Linked DNA regions of Capsicum annuum: region 2 is linked to region 1. Evidence: chromatin contacts called from public Hi-C data. All regions are on one chromosome and are shown on one strand. Each heading gives the region's core, a stretch centred on a gene start, on an enhancer-like site or on the middle of the called end of the contact. The rest is flanking DNA. Distances are from core to core; before and after follow the strand shown.

Region 1 (2,700 bases), core at 89-2,588:
TGTTTCTTTTAGTTAATCACGTGTTAATTCTTATTTCTTTCTTTGTTGATCACGTCTTAATTATCATTTTTTTCTCCTCCTATTAACCATGTATTAACCATTCTAGTTTCCTACTTTGGTTGAGCATGCATTGATTTCCTTTACTTTTCCTTTCTTCTTACTTTGTCGAATATATGTTAATGTATTTTATTTCTTCTATCTTTGCATGTAAATCCATTTCGGAGCCCCAATGGGCTCTTTCCCTTTGCATCTAAATGGGCCATTGGGGCCCACTATGCCTATCGGGTCAAGCCCAAAAAGAAATCCAAAGTCGGTTACATAGCATATGGATACAAGGAATTGAAAGAAGGGAAATGGGTTAAAGTCCCATTCTTGAAGCGACGATGAAACCCGAGCCTCATTTCTGTTTATTTCTTTGTTGTTATTTATTTATTGTTGTCGTATTTATTTATTTATTTATTTCTTTAGTTATTCGTTTGGGCATCGAAGCCAAATTTGTAAACAAATACAAGTGGAACGAGCTCAAGCCAAAGGTTCGAAAACTAGATTAGGACAGGTGAAATGGGTCGAAAGTCTAATTAGACTAGGATAAGTCTCATTGATTTGGGTCCAATGGCCTAATATCTTTTACTTTCTCCTCCCTTCCCCTTTTCATGTGTTTATTTGTTTATTAGTTCTGTTTAGACTTAGTTGAAATCTCTAGCCTAAATCTATTTTATACTAGTCTTTTCTGAAAAATAGATCATTTTCAACAAATCAATCTTTTCAAAGTTGATCAAAAGATATTTTTTTCAAATAGTTTGGATAACCGCAAGCTAGCAGGTGTTTTAGGTGTCTAATACCTTTCTAAAGTGTTAATAGGAACCGCTTACTCAGAATCTTTCAAACTTAAACGATTTTTCTGTTTTGGATCGTTTAAAGTATTTATAAAGGTTTATTAATTCTTTTTCAAAATTAAGTGGCGACTCTTCTAAAAAGTCAAAATTTTCGCAAAACAGTAATGACTGGATATTTTATTTTATCCAAATTCATTTGGAAATATCTCAGCGATCAAGTGATCATTACAATTTCCGTTTAGCATTAAATCAGTCAACACATTGTTATCTGTCATCCGATTCTCTGCAATCCTAATTTTTTGTGTATAAGTCTCCTGTAAGTTGTCCAATTATAAAACCATATACTAGAAATACCTATTCTAGTTTGCCATAATATTTGGTGTTCTACTAAGTACCTGGCCTGTGATATCTTTTTCCATTCTTGTGATCCTGAACCAGTTTTCCACATCACCATATTAGGGTGCTCTCTTTTGCAGTACTTACTTTGCATAAGTGCTCCAAATAGACTCTTTTGTTCAGAAATTCCACCAAAACTTTCAAAAGAGAGCCATAACCATATCCTGTAGCAATCTAAATCCAAGTCTTACCTTCTTTCTCTGGTAGGCATAAATTTTTCCATCTTACTCAATGTCTACTCCTTCCTTCTATATGATTAGTCCACAAAAATTAAGCTAGCATTTTCTGAATAGTAGTCATCACATTCATAGGTGGATTCACGACTGATTGGCAATGGACATGTATACTTTGCAAGACATTCTTGATTAGTATGGCTCTCCCTCTATATGATAGTATCATTCCCTTCCATCCTTGCAGCGTACTACTTTTCCTGTTCATGATATGTTGATAGTAATCCTTCTTCTTCCTCTTGTGAAAAGTAGGACATCCAAGGTAAGTAAAAGGAAAATGTTTTCTTAGAATACCTGTAGCTACCTTTGTCATCACTACTATTCCTTAGGAAACACCTTTATGCAAATATATTGCACTCTTCTCCTTATAAATCTTTTTCCCTAATACAAGCTCATACATCTCTAAAGTTAATGTGACTCTTTGTAGTGTGCCTAAATCAGTCTTGCATAATATGATTACATCATCTTCAAAACCAAGGTGATTGATTTTTGGGCTTCCCCTTGGTATGGAAAACATCTTAAACTCCTCCTCCAGTGAGGGAAGGAGATAAAGGATCTCACTATTTCAAACCCATGTAGGATCTAAAATAGCCTTTAGGTTGCCCATTCAGTAGGATTTTATATATTAGATTTTTTATTTTTGTATAGTCTTCTCTATGGCATCTCGAGAATACTATGATTTTGGTAGTTCGAAGCCCTATCTTGATTATCTATGTCCATATTGTGATAGATCCACCTTTGGGGAGATTGTAGATATGCTCCTGGGAGAGAGATGGAATCATCATCTCAATCATATTAGGGTATGATTGTTGTTTATGTGGTGGTCAAGATGGATATTGGAGTGATTTCCCAAATTCCCCCTCCCCTTGTTATTCTAATTGAAATGCTAGGTCATCTTATGAGTTTGATAGGTCTTATGATGATGAGAAGAAGGAAGAGCAACATACTGGGTCCAATAGTTTTGAAGCAATGCTTCAAACTATTTTGGACTGGGTAACTACAATGGGGGAGAATGTGCAAGACATACATCAATTCAATAAGGCATTTGGAAGGGAAATTGTCAAGATAGAGGAAATTAGCAAGGAGACAAGCCTTGAAAATACAACTTCCTTGCCCACTTTTCAAGAAAAGGTTGACCAAAAAGAGAAACCAATCTATGATGACGAGCTTAGTAACGAAAAATCCTTGGTGATTTCCCAACCAATCGAGTCAAAAGATAATAATGATGCCAAAATCAA
Region 2 (2,700 bases), core at 41-2,540, 250 kb after region 1:
TTGGTATTAAAAAAAAAAAGTTTAAAGTAATAATCCATGAAATGTGAAGTAAGTTGAATAAAACTCGTGAAAATGACCTAAAAAAGTTGAGTACAACACTTTGAATCACCAACAATATTCACTCTCAAACAACTGATGATGTTAAACGATGGATAATCATCAACCTCAACGGAACCACACTTCAATAGTCTTGGTTGGTTGACACAGAGAAAAATTTTATGCCCATTTATTTATTTGATAAATTTGCAAATTTATTTTTGTTAAATATTATTCGTACGTCGCATGAATACTAATACTAATATTTAATAATCAGAAAATTCTCAAATTATTAACATATGAGGAAAAAGTGCTCATGTAATTACAATAGTTTGATGTCATATTTATTAGAAGATATGAGGAAAAAGTGCTCATGTAATTACAATAGTTTGATGTCATATTTATTAGAAGATGACCGGTTAGACATATTATTTTATAAACACAATCCAAATTGACATGGAATTGAATTATACGTCTTGTAACAGTATCATCATATGTTATGTGACTACTAGAGGAGCACGGCCCATGACAGTACAGGCCCAACATTAAGAATTGATTATGTCCGATACGTTAGATTGATTTCAATTCGAATTATAAGGTTGTAAAACATAAATATATTAAAACATAAAACTACTTGAAAGTATTTTCCATCGAAAAAGGTTACAAGATCTGACTGAACCTTGCAAAATAGACCCACACATCTAATATTCCAAGTTGATTCCACATGTAATATTCCGCAAGTTGCGAGTTGCAAGATACATACCGCAAGTTCTATACATAGTATTTATCATAGTTCTAATAAAGTTGATTCCACATGGTTTAACAAAAGATTAACATATCAAATTAGCATATTTCGAGAAATAGATTATTCGAACATCCTCCAAGCTTTATAGGATAGTCCTTAATACTTTTTGGTAATCACAATTACACCACAATGGAGAAACCTCTTCAACTAATGGGACAATGATTCGCAGAGTATTAATTCTCAAACAAAAAGGTCAACATATTCCTATCAAATATGATTAAACAAGAAGATACAATCCCTGAAAATATAATGTGTAATAGCTTAAAGTTCATCAGTTACGCACACAAGTCATCTATGGTTGTTGCCTTGCTAGCATAGGTCCCCCGGTTATTCGAGTTTTCCCCTCAAACATAGATTAGAGTCGACAAAACGTCAATAACACGACGACGACACTATAAGCACCTCCTGCCACTTGTTCATTACTTGCACATTATTAATCATACATACTAGAGGACACTCCAAGAACTCAGAAATAAGCCATCGAGCAAATACAGATGCAGCATCCACCTTGGGTCTGGACAGTGACTGTAAAAGAGGACGCTGACGTTGAAATGGGCTTGATTATTATTTTTATCAAAGACTAAGTGTTGAGAGTTTTAGATTTTTTACTTTGTATTTGTATTACTCCCTCCGTTTGAAAAAGAATGACCTACTTTCCTTTTTAGTACGTTTAAAAAAGAATACTCCTTTCCTTTTTTGGCAATACTTTAATTTCAACTTTCCACATGGCATGTTTAGGACCACAAGATTAAAGGGTATTTTGGTACATTTGACACAACTTTAATTTAAGGCCACAAACTTTAATTTGCGTAAATCTCAACTATCAATTACATACAAGTAAATCACTACTTCACAAACTTCTCAGGTATCCTATAAACTTTATGTTTGAGTAATCTGTGACTTTGCTTATTTCATATTATAATATTGCAAACAATAAATATACAATGATATGAAAAATGCAATTTTTAAGAAGAAAAAAGCAAAAAAAGGTTACACCAAGATATGTTGTTCAAACTCTAAAAAAATATTACCACAACTGTGTTGGATCCTCCAGAGGTATACTAATTTTAGAGGATCCACATCCTATAACAGATCGAAAGAGTCCGAGCAACATAGACACCAAGAATATTGATTTGCATATCAACATGTTTGAGAAAATCACCAGAATGATCAGAACAAAGCACTTTACACATCTTTTTCTAAAATCCCAAATAAGAATTACTACTTTAGCTCTTTCCGAATGCAGAAGGGGAAAAACAAAGAAACACACTTTATAACATTAAAAAAAATGCGAAATAATAAGAATGTAGAAAAGCAGTAGGTTGTGCATGCATTAATTTTGCTAATATATGAAATCAATCATGAGTATTTGCAATTACAATAATACTTCTAGAAAAGTTTCTAAACACTTACCAGAATTGTTCACAGAACAATGGAACCATTTGGATTTTCATCACTGAACACCTCTGTAGTATGATACAAATAATTTCCAGTCACCGTTCTGCTTCAATAGTAAACAACGCCTCCGTCATTCACAGTCAAAATTTTGACGTCTCTCTTCATGTGATATCTCAGTGATTCTGCCAAGGATTTCATGTCAATCTTCTACCAAGTTGTTTTCTTGATCCATTTTCATGTTCCAGCATCCTGTATTAGAGGCATTGGATCATCAAATCTATGATAACAACAACATGTCCCATGTAATCACATAAAGTAAGATTTAGGGAGAATAGAGTGTACATATGTAGCCCTTACCCCTACTTCTTTGAAGGAGATAGAGAGGTTGTTTATGAAAGAGCCTTGGGTCTGGTGAAGCAAATCAATGCAGTAATGGATCATCAAATCTTTGATTGAATGTA

Evidence for each region. Hi-C and Micro-C count contacts between places; a contact is called where the count stands out from the background.
Region 2: a Hi-C map of leaf shows a contact between it and region 1, with 2.3 times the contacts expected there. The contact joins two enhancer-like sites. A contact is called at or near these places in 2 of 5 Hi-C or Micro-C datasets (leaf and placenta).

The regions. Positions count from the first base shown.
Region 1 is chr8:83,801,328-83,804,027 of UCD10Xv1.1, forward strand. No RefSeq gene overlaps it. Among protein-coding and RNA genes, the nearest start is that of LOC107838939, 5.1 kb to the left of the region's middle. Within about 2 kb of position 1,339, at least 1 of the 5 cell types and tissues checked has an H3K27ac peak or open chromatin away from gene starts, as enhancers often do. A contact at or near this core is called in leaf, where this site is marked.
Region 2 is chr8:84,054,846-84,057,545 of UCD10Xv1.1, forward strand. LOC107838938 (a long non-coding RNA gene) reads right to left here. Exons shown (of 9, transcript XR_001664906.2): 7 at 2,597-2,700; 8 at 2,255-2,488; 9 at 855-1,366. Among protein-coding and RNA genes, the nearest start is that of LOC107838938, 6.3 kb to the right of the region's middle. Within about 2 kb of position 1,291, at least 3 of the 5 cell types and tissues checked have an H3K27ac peak or open chromatin away from gene starts, as enhancers often do. A contact at or near this core is called in leaf, where this site is marked.